Regions from separate parts of the Mus musculus genome. Here regions 1 and 3 are each linked to region 2. A link is a contact called in public HiChIP or PLAC-seq data. All regions are on one chromosome and are shown on one strand. Each heading gives the region's core, a stretch centred on a gene start, on an enhancer-like site or on the middle of the called end of the contact. The rest is flanking DNA. Distances are from core to core; before and after follow the strand shown.

Region 1 (4,123 bases), core at 899-3,398, 140 kb after region 2:
TGTGTGTGTGTGACAGAGACAGAGACAGACAGAGAGAGGGACAGAGAGAGACAGAGACAGACAGACAGACAGACAGAGACAGAGACAGAGACAGAGACAGAGACAGAGACAGAGACAACCTCAGTGTCTTGTATCAGGAGCAGTTTCCCTTGGTTTTTTGAGACCTGATCTTTCATCTACTTGGAGTTCCCCCACTAGCCTAGGCTGACTAGCAAGTGAACCTCAGGGCTACACTTGTTTTGACCTTTCCAGAGCTGAGATTACAAGCATGCATCACCACAACCAAATTTACTTGTAATTCTTTATTTATGGGATTATAATATAATCACTTAATTCCCCCTTCCCTTTCCTCACTCCAAACCCTTCTGTACACCCCTTCTGCTTTCTTTCAAATCCATGGCCTCTTCTCTCTCTCTCTCTCTCTCTCTCTCTCTCTCTCTCTCTCTCTCTCTCTCTCTCTCTCTCCCTCCCTCTCTCTCTCTCCTTATGTATTTAGGAAGGTATATATTATATATGCTACACATATATATTTATATAATATATTACATACATACATATCCTAAATACATAAATACAGCCTGCTCAGTCTGTAGACTATATTTTTATGTATAAGTTTTCAGGGCTGACCAGTTTAGTTTTGAATAATCATTGTGTGATCTTCCCTGGGGAAGACTCTTCCACTCTCAGCATTCCTTAGTCTATAGTTCTTTATGTAAAGACCTCATGGTCTTTCCCCATCCACTTTGGCATACATATTATTGTTGTCCTTATTGAGCTTATATTTAGGAAGACATGCTTGTGTGATTCTGGGTGATACTTCTGTCATGACTGAAGGACACAATCTCAGAGCAAACTGCCTGACCCTCTGGCTTTTACAGTCTTCCTGCCCTCTCTTCTGCAATGTTCCTCCAGCCTGTGCAGAAGTATTCATTGGGTCTGGGCTCAATAACTGGGTATCTTGGTTGCTTGTAGTTTTCTGTAATGGTCTCTGTCTTTTGCAAAGAGACGTTTCCTTGGTGAGAGCAAAGAACTATTCATCTATGGGTATAAGGACAAATATTTAGAATGTAGTTAAGGATTCTGCTGGTTCAGTGCAGTGGCAGTTGTAAGGTCTCTTCTAAGATTCATGACTTCACTAGCTCTCCCAGCTTTTTATTATTATTATTATTATTATTATTATTATTATTATTATTATTAACCAATGGATTCTGAATATTGAACTCACCCTACTGGTGCCTGCAATACAAACACTTCACTGAATGATCCAAGTCCCTATCCCAAGTAAGCACTTTTACCAATACATAAATCAGTCTTAGGCTAAGAAAGACATAAAAAAGTTACTTTATGCTATTTGTGGCCACCCTGATGAACAAAACATAGTCCCTAGTCTTGAATAGAACAGAAATTTTTAGTAATGACAGAGCCAGTGACGTGTTGCCTGCAGGAGTCTGTTAGTGGTGAAAGCCATCCAGGGGAAAGGAAAGTGTGGGGCATGGGGAATCCAGGAAGACAAGGAATGTCACAAGTTTATTACGATAGAACAAGACGATAATCATCTCCGTTGCTATATATACAGCTTCTTTTGAGGTAGACCAGATAGCTACAATAACTTCTGTTAACATATCATATCCGACTACTATATTTTCAGAAGTTTTTCTAACTCTAGGCTTTTACCTCTTCCTGTTTCATCTGTATTTTCTTCTTCATGGTCTCCCCTGTAGTCTGGCTCCAGAGAAATCTCCAGCTGCTCAGAGTGTGTTATTATCACCACTTCACGGCCCGCAGGACTGAGAGGGGAGGCTGGTGTCTACCATGCTGGTGCTTAAGAGTCAAACTGCCAGCTGCCTGAGTTTCTCCGGCCCACAGCATTCCACTGCTCTTCTGTTAGGAAGAAAAGGATTATAGGATTAGTTTCATAACACCACTTCCAGCCATCCATATATAGTCAGAGGAAGTCACTCACAGTGACTTCTATGACAACTTTTGGTGTTCAGGCCAGATTCCCCACTCAGACATCTGTCTGGAGAGGGGCAGCAGAGGTCTCAACCATGTAGGTGGGGTCAACGGGTATATTATTACAGCTGAGAGCTTCAGGGTTTTACATCCCTTTTAGACGTGCCACAAACAGCAACCACAGCAAGGGAACAAAGCACAGAACAGTTGTTCAACTTAGAAAGCATGGGGACACAGGAAGTATGTCCTCAGTGGGTAGGGCAAAGAGTCCTTGGGGAAAAAAAAAAAAAAAGCAGAGCCACAAATCAACAGAGCTTCTGACTTTGCCCGCAGCTAGCACTGTTTTTAACTGCCCAGAGAAAACAAAGGGAACACATTTATCAGAATCCCAGCTCTTTCAAGGTTCAACCATGCCAAGATACCACCCCTAAAGCATTTATCATGGTTGCTGGCAATCCTAACCTGGCATTTTTCAGGGCATTTACAGAAGCACATGTGTTCTTCTAAAGGACCTTCTAAAGGAAAATCCAAGATCTCTACCCATCTCTACCCATCAAGATCTTGTAGATTGGTAGTTAGTATGATACCTAGATAAATATTTTGAGATTTAGATCTGTAAGGGATAGAGGAGTATTGTGTTTTTAAAAAGATAAGGAGAAAGAGAATGTTTGATGGATGTGCAGTCAGGTGTCGGGGGAAGGGTGTGCCTCCAAGGGCCCATACTGAGGCATCCCTTCCCACTGAGGGACCAGCCACACATGGTATAGTATAGAATAGAATTTATTCAGGGCATGGGGAGGGGAGTTGAGAGGGGAGTAGACAGAGAAAGGCACTGGAGAGGAGAAGGAGAGGAAGAGGGAGAGGAGGCCAGCTGTGAGCATATGGAGAGAGAGGGGGAAGTGATGAGAAGACAGAACCAGAGCAAGAAAGCAAGAGAGCAAGAGAAAGTGAAGGAGGCAAGCAGCCCCTTTTATAGTGAGTCAGGCACACCTGGCTGTTGCTAGGTAACCATGGGGCAGAGCTTAGACAAAATGCTAACAAGGGGTTTGATTGGATGTACATAATAATGACAGAACACACCATTTGGGGAACTGTGAAGTATGGAAGAAAGACTAGATTCAGGAGGCTGGGCACAATCGAATGTTTCTAGAAACCATTAAATCTGGAGAGAGGCTTGGGCTGGGTCTTTGCGTTTCAGCTGGCCCTTGGGGAAGAAGCAGGAGACATGAGCCTGAGACTAAGATCCCATCAGTCCCAATCAATCCCACATGGTTCCAGATTGTCTGGCACAGAGATTTGGGGGAATAGGAGTTTAAAAGGCAGACATAAGCACTAGGAAGGCAACCCCAACCATACAGCATTTGTGCCTTGCAAGCATGATCAATCTCTGGAGCCCACAGAAAAGTGTGAAGTGTAATAGCATGAGCTTGTAAACCCAGGAGTGAGAAGGCGGAGATAAAAGATCACTGGGGCTCTCTGGCCAACAAGTCTAACCTGATTAGGGAGCCTTAAGCTAATAAGAAATGTGATCTCAAGGGAGGTAGATGGTTTTCCCATGAGTGGTGGAAAACATTGTCCTCTCACCTTTCTGTACATGGATACACAGAAGAAAGAGAGAGGGGAGGGGGAAGGAAGAGAGAGAAGGGGAAAGAGAGGGGGAGAGGGAGAAGAAGGCAAAGCAAGAATAATAAAGCAACAGGGGTAGGGAGGGAGCTGTAAAAATGGTGAATTTAGCTGTAGCAAGACCCAGAAGCAAGGATAACAAAGGCACTGAGGTCAAACAACTCAAGGACCTTTTGAAAAGTGAGTGCTAAGATTCTGTGTTTTGAAGTATCAGAACTTTGAGCCAGGGCTCCTTCTGGAAAATTAAGGGAAACAGCCATGCTCCATGCTTGCATTTGAGAGAGACAAAACACAGTAGACATGCTCAGGAGAAAAAATTAAAGTCTGAAACATAAGCAAGTCCATGATCCAGAGATATCAGCATGCAATCCTCAAAACCTGCATCATGAGCTTGGCTCACCTTGGTCTCAGAGCAGGAGAGAGAGAAGGTAGCCACAACTCTACCAACAGCATCCCTCAGGTGATGCACTACTCTGATGGGGTCTGTGAGTGGATTGCAAGATGCCACAAGATGGTTCAAACCAAAACCTAATGTTAATTTTGGTCT
Region 2 (4,025 bases), core at 1,359-3,858:
CCTTGATAGACTATAGTATCCTTTTAATGGCCGAAACACCAATCTCTTCCCACAGGAGAACTGTTGGGCGGCTGCTCTCTGCCTGCATCATCTTTTCCCTGGACCTTCCCATGGTTGCCTTCTTTCTCACACACAGGTCTCACCTAGCATCTTTGCAGAGAGCTCTCCTAACCTGGTAATGCGAACTCATCCAGCCCTGCTTCCTCCTTAATTCCCATTGACCTATTACTGGTTCTGTTTTTTGACAGCTGACATTGTTTTATTAATTTATGTTTCTTCTGTTGTGCTTGCATTTCTTACGGAACTGTCACTCTATAAGGGCAAACATTTTGAGAATCATATTCATTCTCTAGATGTTCATAACATCTAGGACAGTGACTGTCATACAGTATGAGAACCGTAAAATTGATTTTTACATAAAGTTCATCTCTGTAACTGATCAATCAAGATATCATTGCAAACAACAGAAACCAAGTCTAGCCATTTGAAACAGAAAGGAGTCTGTTGAAAGATAATGCTAGCTATTTTTTATACTTCAATTTGCCCAGTCTGTTCTGTGTCCAGATATTTGTCATATTTCTGTGAGTGGTTCTGCATGAGATTAATGTGTAAATTGGTAGAATGATCAAAACAGATTGCTTTCCCTTCCAATATAGGCAGGTTCATCCAATTGGATGAAGGTGTAAATAGAACAAAATGTCAGACCTAAGCTAAGAAAGAGAAAAGGCTTCTAGCTGACTGTCTTGGGATATTGGCATTTTCCTTTGAGACTCCAGCTGGACACTGGCTCTTCTTGGGTCTCAAACCTCTTTGGCTTCAGACTAAAATTTCTCCAGCCTGTGGAGGCAGAGGACTTATTAGCTTCTATAATCATGTAAGCCAACTCCATATAATATTTCCTCACATTTAGGCACAGGCACACACAAACAGAGAGAGAGAGAGAGAAAGAGAGAAAGAGAGAGTGTGACTGCTTCTGTCAAGGGCTCACAAAAGAGCCAGGATTGCTGAATACATGCTTAGAGAAGAATAGGAGTTCAAACCAAATAGCCAGAATCAGCACCAAAATGACACCGAGGAATGGCCTGGTCAGAGCAATGATGCTTTGGCCCTGCCCTTTATGACCACCAGATACCCTGCTGATGCTGAGTGATACATACACACACACACACATCACCAGCCTGAACACTTACTGTTCTTGCTTCTTTGTTTCCCCTTCTCAAGCAAGGATCTGAGCCATATGTTCACAACCTTTAGCTCTGTTCAGAGAAGAAGAGGCCTCATCTCTTCACGGTCCCCTATCTTAACAGCACCATCCACGCTATTAAGTCCCTGAATTTGTGGAAGAACATGTTCAAGCCCACGGGAGCTCCCTGGACTTCTTGCTATGGGCTCTAGACTCTCATGGTCTTGTCTGCTCATCTTGTTATCCTACATAATTTAGAAATAAAAATCTTGCATCTTCTGGGTCCTTCTGAGGATCTCCCATTTTCTCTTGGTTTCATGATTCATATGGAAAAGATTGACAGCTTAACTACTCAGTATGGGCCTCCATTCATAGAATTGGAGAGACGACTGCTGAACTGGGAGAGAAGAGAGATGCTCTTTAGACTAATAAACTAGTCTACATTTTCCTCTTAAATATCATGTTGGTTATATCCTACTTATTACTTTATAATATCTCTGCAGGAAAATCAAGTTTTCCTGCACCTAATATATCTATACTATTATAGATGTAATATATCTATACTATCTATATGTATTATTTCAGTCATCGTAAAAATCGTAGGTCTTAGAGTTTTGATTGATCCTAGCTATTTAACACACAGGATGTTCCACATATATTTATTCTGGGCAAAGTTATTCTTATACTATTTTAGTACCTTTGTCGTCTACAGTCTAAGAATCAGAGGCCTTTTCATCAGTCTGTGAGGGTTTAAAATTAGCCCTCCTTCTGATTTGCTAGCAAGGTAAACCGTTGACAAACCATGACATATGAAGAATAAACATGGGTTGTGGTTTGGGACACAAGAGAATCACAGTGGGAAGATTGTTTTTAAAGGCTCAGCTCATCGGGGAATAGAAAGAAGAAAGAAGAGAGACTGCCTGCACCAGGCTAGAAGCCATTCTTTGTGTTCTGCTTCCTGGCAGAACAACAGCAGAGGTGCGGCAGCTTCTGTTGCTCCCTGGGGAACTGACAGAACAAAGAAGTCAACACTCTTTGGTTTCCGAGAGAGACATTTAAGCAAGAATCGCCTGTCTTTCCTCTTTGTTTCTTCTTCTTCCTTTATTATTGAATCCAAAAGACACTTCGAGGGTTGAAATCCTTTTCAAAATTAGTTTAAGTCTGGGGCAAGAGTTCGGTATTTTAGTGGAAATTGCAGCAGGCTTATTTTGGTTCTTTTCATCAAGTCCTCTAATTTGACATTCGGTTGTTAATTCTTGAGTCAGTTTTTACTTTTTTTCCCCCACCAAGCTACAGTTAAAACTTAGCATCTCCAATTTTCTCTAAAATGCTTGGCAGCACTGTGGGTACAGCTCTAGGTAACGCCCGATGTAAATGACTTCCCTGTCTAACCTGACGCCTGTCAAGGGTTAATGAGAGGATGCCAGCCTCTGCTTTGCAGAGTGCCTGTGGTTACTCCTCTAAAATGTAGTCACTGACATTCTAATCCCCAGGGTGATGGAATAAAGGGGCAGGGGCTTGGAGAATAAATAGAGCACGAAAACAGAGTTCCTCAGGCTGGAGAGATGGCTCAGCAGTTAAGAGCGTTGACTGCTCTTCCAGAGGTCCTAAGTTCAATTCCCAGCATCCACATGATAGCTCACAACCATCTGTAATGAGGTCCCATGCACTCTTCTGTTGTGTCTGAAGACAGCTGCACTGTACTCATATAAAAAAAAATAAATCTTTAAAAAAAAAGAAAGAAAGGAAAAGAAATTGGAATTCCTAGGAAAGAGACTAGTGCCCTTATTTTTAAAATAAAATAATATAAAATAAAATCCAAGTCTTGGGCCAAGAGACAGTGGTAGATTACTCCATTAACATGTGCAAAACACTAGGTTCGAATTCTAGCATCAGAAAGAAGAAGACAAGACAAGGTTTTGCAAATAATAATAATAATAATAGACCCAATGAAAAGATCTCTTCCCACCTCTGCCATACCGGAACCCAGAAAGAAGGTACCAACTAAGAATCAATAAGCAACTGCTTGCCAAATCTTCCCAAGCTTTTGATTTTAGACTTCAGTACCTAGAACTAAGAAAATTTAACTTCTATTTTCTATAAACTGCCTAGCCTGTGGTCTATTTTTTTTACTAGCATGCCCAACAGACTAAGACTTACCTAGGATTTACCATGGGTAACAGTAGATGAGACTTCTTAAGACTCAAAGATTAAGAATACTGTCATAACCGAGTAATGCCAGCACTTGGGAAGCAGAGACAGGCAGATCTCGGAGTCTGAGGACAGCCTGGCCTATATATTGGGTTCTGGGACAACCAGAGCTACATAATGAAACCTTGTCTTGGAAAAAAAAAAAAAAGAATATTGTCACACCCCACATTACTTGGTTGTTGGGTTGCGCTTGTCTGCGAGTGTTAGGGGTGTAGCCTACTTAAGCTCCCCTAGATCTTATAGAAGTCCTCCAGTTTTGGCTTCCTGAATTCTGGGACTAAAAGCATGAGTTACCATGTACCCTGATTCAGGCTGTATTTGAACTTAGGAACAAAGCCAGCTGGACCCACAAGTGAGAAAGAATTTGAGATCTTCCAGTGAGTGGCTAAACTCATACTAGACTGACTGCTCAGTCCCAACTGCCTTTTAAGACAGCGTCCACTGCGGCCCTGTTCCATCATGGATACACTGTTCCAGATGAGAGTAACTGCTCTCTCTCTCTTTATCTTTCTCTGTCCTTCTCCCTCTCCCCTTCCTCCTTCCTCTCCCCTCTCTTCTTCCCTCCTACTTCCCTCTCCTTCTCTTCCCCTCTCCTCCTTCCCCTCCCCCTCCTCTCTCTCTCCCCCTCCCC
Region 3 (4,169 bases), core at 392-2,891, 210 kb after region 2:
TCTTTCTCTTTCTGTGTAAGAACACACCTTGTGACAGCATGAGTGTTAAGCAATGAATCCTTTCCTTCCTGCTTGTATCAGTCAGGACAAGTCATGATATGCCGCAGTAACAATGTGAAGTCTTGGGGATGTTGAACAAATAGGGGTGTATCCTGGTCTATGCCACAGGGACATTCCCAACCTTTCAGGTCATCTTACTTCAAGGACATCAAGCTTGCCTAGCCATAGACATGTCTCTGATACCACATGAAGTATTCTTTTCTTTCTCTCTCTCTCTTGTTTTCCAAAATCCCTTGCTGACCTTGGGATCTACCCTGTAAGCAAGAAACTGAGGCCCCATGCATTTGATGTGCTCAGCAATGATGAAAAGTGTAACTCCTTTGCTTCTTCCAGTTAATGACATTGGGACTGTCTCCTCCATGCACGGGGAAGCGAGCTCTGGAAAAGGCCAACTTCTGTTATGGACGCTTCCTGGTCTTTTCCTTTTCTCTTCCTTTAGTTTCCCTGGATCCAAGGATGAAGGGGAGGAGTGCTTACATCAGCTGACCTACCTTTCCCATCTCCCCCTACCCACTCCCATCCCCAACACTCACATTGCAAAGTTAATTAAAAACCTAGGGCAGATATGTCTGCATGATTTGAGTAACTGGCCCCTTTGTACAAGGAGACAACAGGGAAGTTCCTGCCAGGGCAGCTCAGGTGGCTGCTCGCCTGGGAGAGAACTGAGATCTTGTCTAGGGCTTGTCACTCTTTGCATGTATCTCCAAGGCACAAGTGAGACCAGCAGGCCTGTGGCTGTGCCTGTCACACTCACTTTACCCCAGCTGTCTAGAAGCATTTGACGGCTGTGTATACATTTGTGTGTGTGTGTGTGTGTGTGAGTGTAAGTGTGTGTGTGTATGAGTGTGTGTGAGTGTGTGAGTATGTATATGTGTGTGTGTTTATGTGTGTATGAGTGTGTGTGTGTGTGTGTGTAAGTGTGTGTATGTATGAGTGTGTGTGAGTGTGTGAGTATGTATATGTGTGTGTGTTTATGTGTGTATGAGTGTGTATGAGTGTGTGTGTGTGTGTGTGTGTGTGTGTGTGTATGTGTGTGTGCTCTGCTTCTGAAGCAGAGATAAGAGCTCTCTTATGTTATTAGCACTTAGATGAGTGTCCTGAGCCATGGACATAAACTAAACCCAAAAGCAAGAAATATCACTGGGCAGCTTCTTATTGCTTCTAATTAAATGTTGCTACAATTGTCACGACTGTCCCCACAGTCCTATACTTCCCTCTAACCTCGCTAATAACCCAGGGCCAGTGTTCACTTTGTTAATGATGAGAAGGTGAGGCTGGGGAAGGAAATGCTCTCTGTACCCAAGCATCACAAGCATCAAGTGTCTGGACTGGCAACCGGTGTCCTCTAACCTGCAACAAACAGTCTTCGGAATTTACAAACAGAGATCCAAGACGTCCCTGAGCTGTGCCAGCTAAGCCAGTGGGTGCCGATGTGTGATCTGAACTACACCTCCCAATAAGCCTGCAATGATCAGCAGACCCAAAAGCGTTCCTATCTACCCAAACACACGCATAGTGTGCTGTAGGCATCTGTAAAAGCAGGTTGGGGACCGTAGTAATACAATGCTCTGGAAAGAGGAAATAGCTGGTAATTAGCTTAGTCCTTCTTATTCCCTGCTGAGAGTTTCTGCACCTGGGCACTGTGCCCACGGTAAAGGGAGAGGAAGAACCATAACCTAAGGAAGACTTGCAAGTGACTGAAGCACAGAGGTAGAAATGCCAGGGTCTTGCCTCACCCTGAGGCAGTCGGAGCAAAACAGTCTGAGTTAGAATTAGCTTCACGTCAACTGGAACGGCAGCTTAAGAACTCCTCTTGTCAGAGATTTTTTTCCCCCTTTTCCAGTCGAAAGAACTAAAGACAAGCCCGAAGTCAGAAGAACAATAAAGCAGGTAAAAACTTGCACTGAACACAAACAGAGACCCATTCTTGTGACTGGCAAGCCATAGGTCATGGTTCGGTACTTCAGTATGACGGCCGTATTCCCTCTGTGACTCACATGCTCTCTGTAGAAAGACTCTGCGGGGAGGATATGAGTAGCTAGCTTAAATAATTGCAGGGTACCTGTGCCACCGGGACTCCTGTTGCTGGAGCGACCGCATCTCTCCGTATTCAGGGAAGTGTTTTCATATGACCCAGCCAAGGAGCTCATGTCTGTGACACCCCGGGGAAATTAAGGAATGATTTTTGAGAAACGGCAGACGAAATTAAGGTTCTTGTAGAATTGGGCTGGATTTTCTCAGAAGAGAATATAAATACCAGTCTGGCAGGAAGGTACATGCCTGTAACCCTGGCACTCGGGACACAGGGGTAAAAGGCTTATGAGTTCAAAGGCAATCAAGAGCTATAAACAGAGGTGGAGGCCAATTTTGGCTACATGGTAAGACCCCATCTCAAGTAAGTAAGTAAATTAATGGCTGGCACTGTGCTCTAACAAGGTCGTCTTTATCTCTAGACTTAGAAGAATCCCATGAGATAGCAGTATTATCACTAGTATTTTTGAAGTGAGGAGACAGACTAGGAGATATTAATTAACACCCCAAGGTCACAAGTGCTAGTAAAGGCAGCCTTCCAGCCCAGTTGTGCAGGCTGCTAGACCCACCATGGCCTTCCCTACCCACTGCTCCACAAATCCTGCCCTTAAGAACCAAGGCAATATCAACACAGAGCTATTCTCTTTTTTTTTTTTTTTTTTTTTTTTTTTTTATTTATTATATGTAAGTACACTGTAGCTGTCTTCAGACGCACCAGAAGAGGGCATCAGATCTCTGTTACAGGTGGTTGTGAGCCACCATGTGGTTGCTGGGATTTGAACTTTGGACCTTTGGAAGAGCAGTCGGGTGCTCTTACCCCCTGAGCCATCTCACCAGCCCCCAGAGCTATTCTCTTAACTTTTAGAATTGTACAATATTTATTTTCATAATTGTAAATAACCTTACGTCCTAATGTCCATCCTTTTGAGGAGTCATGAATATTCTCACCCATCCTGAAATAGTTCCATCCCATGCTGGAGGGAAAGGAGCCTGAGTTTTAGATTCATTTGCTCAGCACTGCAACGCAGCGGGGACGATGGCTCATTTCCACGGACACAGCAAATCCCCTCTATGTCAAGGACCATGAGCTGTGCTGGTGAGTTGGCTCAGGAGGCAAAGGGGCTTGCCACCAAGACCGATGGCCTCAGTTCAATCCCTGGCTCCCACGAGGTGGAAGGGGTGAACCCCTGAAAACTCTCCTCTGAACTCCACATACATACTATGGCACTGTGTTCACACACACACACATCCCCCACACACATTTAACAAATGTAATTTTTTAAATGTAAACACCATGTAGACAATGTGACTATAAGCCTTGCTGTAAACCACCATAAATAACTGGGTGACCATGATTTTATCTTGGGCGAAAGCAATCAGCTACCCGGCAACCCAGGCCTTTGGTTGCTATGCAGTACTGAGAAGAGCTTCAGGACTCCACTTAACTCTTGACCTAATTTGTCCCCATCTTCCAGACTCACCCAAAAGCTCATATGACGCCAGCCACAACAGCAGCACTTTATCTTGAACCAAAGACTGGAAAAGTGTTCTATAAAAGCCCAGAGAGTAGATGTGCTCAGCCCTGCAGGACAGACACTTTCAACTGAAACCACCCAACTTACCCTAGCTGCACAAAAGCAGCCACACTGTGTGAACAAATGGGTATTGTCAATAAAGCTTAAAAGCTTCAGGTCCGATTTCACCCACAGAGTCAGTTTGCCTACCTCCCAAGCTCCATCCATGATCTCTCTCTCTCTCTCTCTCTCTCTCTCTCTCTCTCTCTCTCTTTCTCTCTCTCTCTCTCTCTCTCACACACACACACACAGAGAGAGAGAGAGGGAGAGAGAGAGAGAGAGAGAGAGAGAGAAAGAGAGAGAGAGAGACTTCTATACCCATTCCAGCCTACTGTGTTGACCCAAAGCCACAAGATTATGGAAAGTTTATAAAAGTCACAGAAGCTCTGTGAATTGTAGTTGGTTTCTGCAGAGTAGCTAACCATGACCAAAATGAATAGATCAAGTGAACTGCCAAACCAGATGAACTTCCTGACACAACTGTCACTATGTCATCTGTCCCTC

The links. HiChIP or PLAC-seq counts read pairs in DNA pulled down with a chosen protein or histone mark.
Region 1: a contact with region 2 is called in a RAD21 HiChIP or PLAC-seq map of pro-B cells, with 2.1 times the contacts expected there. The contact joins two enhancer-like sites. A contact is called at or near these places in 2 of 15 datasets of contacts at CTCF or cohesin (the NIH/3T3 cell line and pro-B cells), 2 of 484 Hi-C or Micro-C datasets (muscle stem cells and myocytes) and 1 of 9 other capture datasets (embryonic stem cells).
Region 3: a RAD21 HiChIP or PLAC-seq map of pro-B cells shows a contact between it and region 2, with 5 times the contacts expected there. The contact joins two enhancer-like sites. A contact is called at or near these places in 2 of 15 datasets of contacts at CTCF or cohesin (the NIH/3T3 cell line and pro-B cells), 2 of 484 Hi-C or Micro-C datasets (bone marrow-derived macrophages and olfactory sensory neurons) and 3 of 115 datasets of contacts at active chromatin or transcription factors (differentiating embryonic stem cells, embryonic stem cells and large pre-B cells).

What each region holds. Positions count from the first base shown.
Region 1 is chr10:111,722,921-111,727,043 of GRCm38.p6, reverse strand. Gm30624 (a long non-coding RNA gene) reads right to left here. Exons shown (of 6, transcript XR_001779641.2): 3 at 1,675-1,881. Among named protein-coding and RNA genes, the nearest start is that of Gm30624, 40 kb to the right of the region's middle. Within about 2 kb of position 2,148, at least 38 of the 459 cell types and tissues checked have an H3K27ac peak or open chromatin away from gene starts, as enhancers often do. A contact at or near this core is called in pro-B cells, where this site is marked.
Region 2 is chr10:111,865,899-111,869,923 of GRCm38.p6, reverse strand. All of the region lies in intron 2 of Gm20758 (predicted gene, 20758), which reads left to right. Among named protein-coding and RNA genes, the nearest start is that of Gm20758, 6.5 kb to the left of the region's middle. Within about 2 kb of position 2,608, at least 33 of the 459 cell types and tissues checked have an H3K27ac peak or open chromatin away from gene starts, as enhancers often do. A contact at or near this core is called in pro-B cells, where this site is marked.
Region 3 is chr10:111,652,498-111,656,666 of GRCm38.p6, reverse strand. No RefSeq gene overlaps it. Among named protein-coding and RNA genes, the nearest start is that of Gm40763, 18 kb to the right of the region's middle. Within about 2 kb of position 1,641, at least 29 of the 459 cell types and tissues checked have an H3K27ac peak or open chromatin away from gene starts, as enhancers often do. A contact at or near this core is called in pro-B cells, where this site is marked.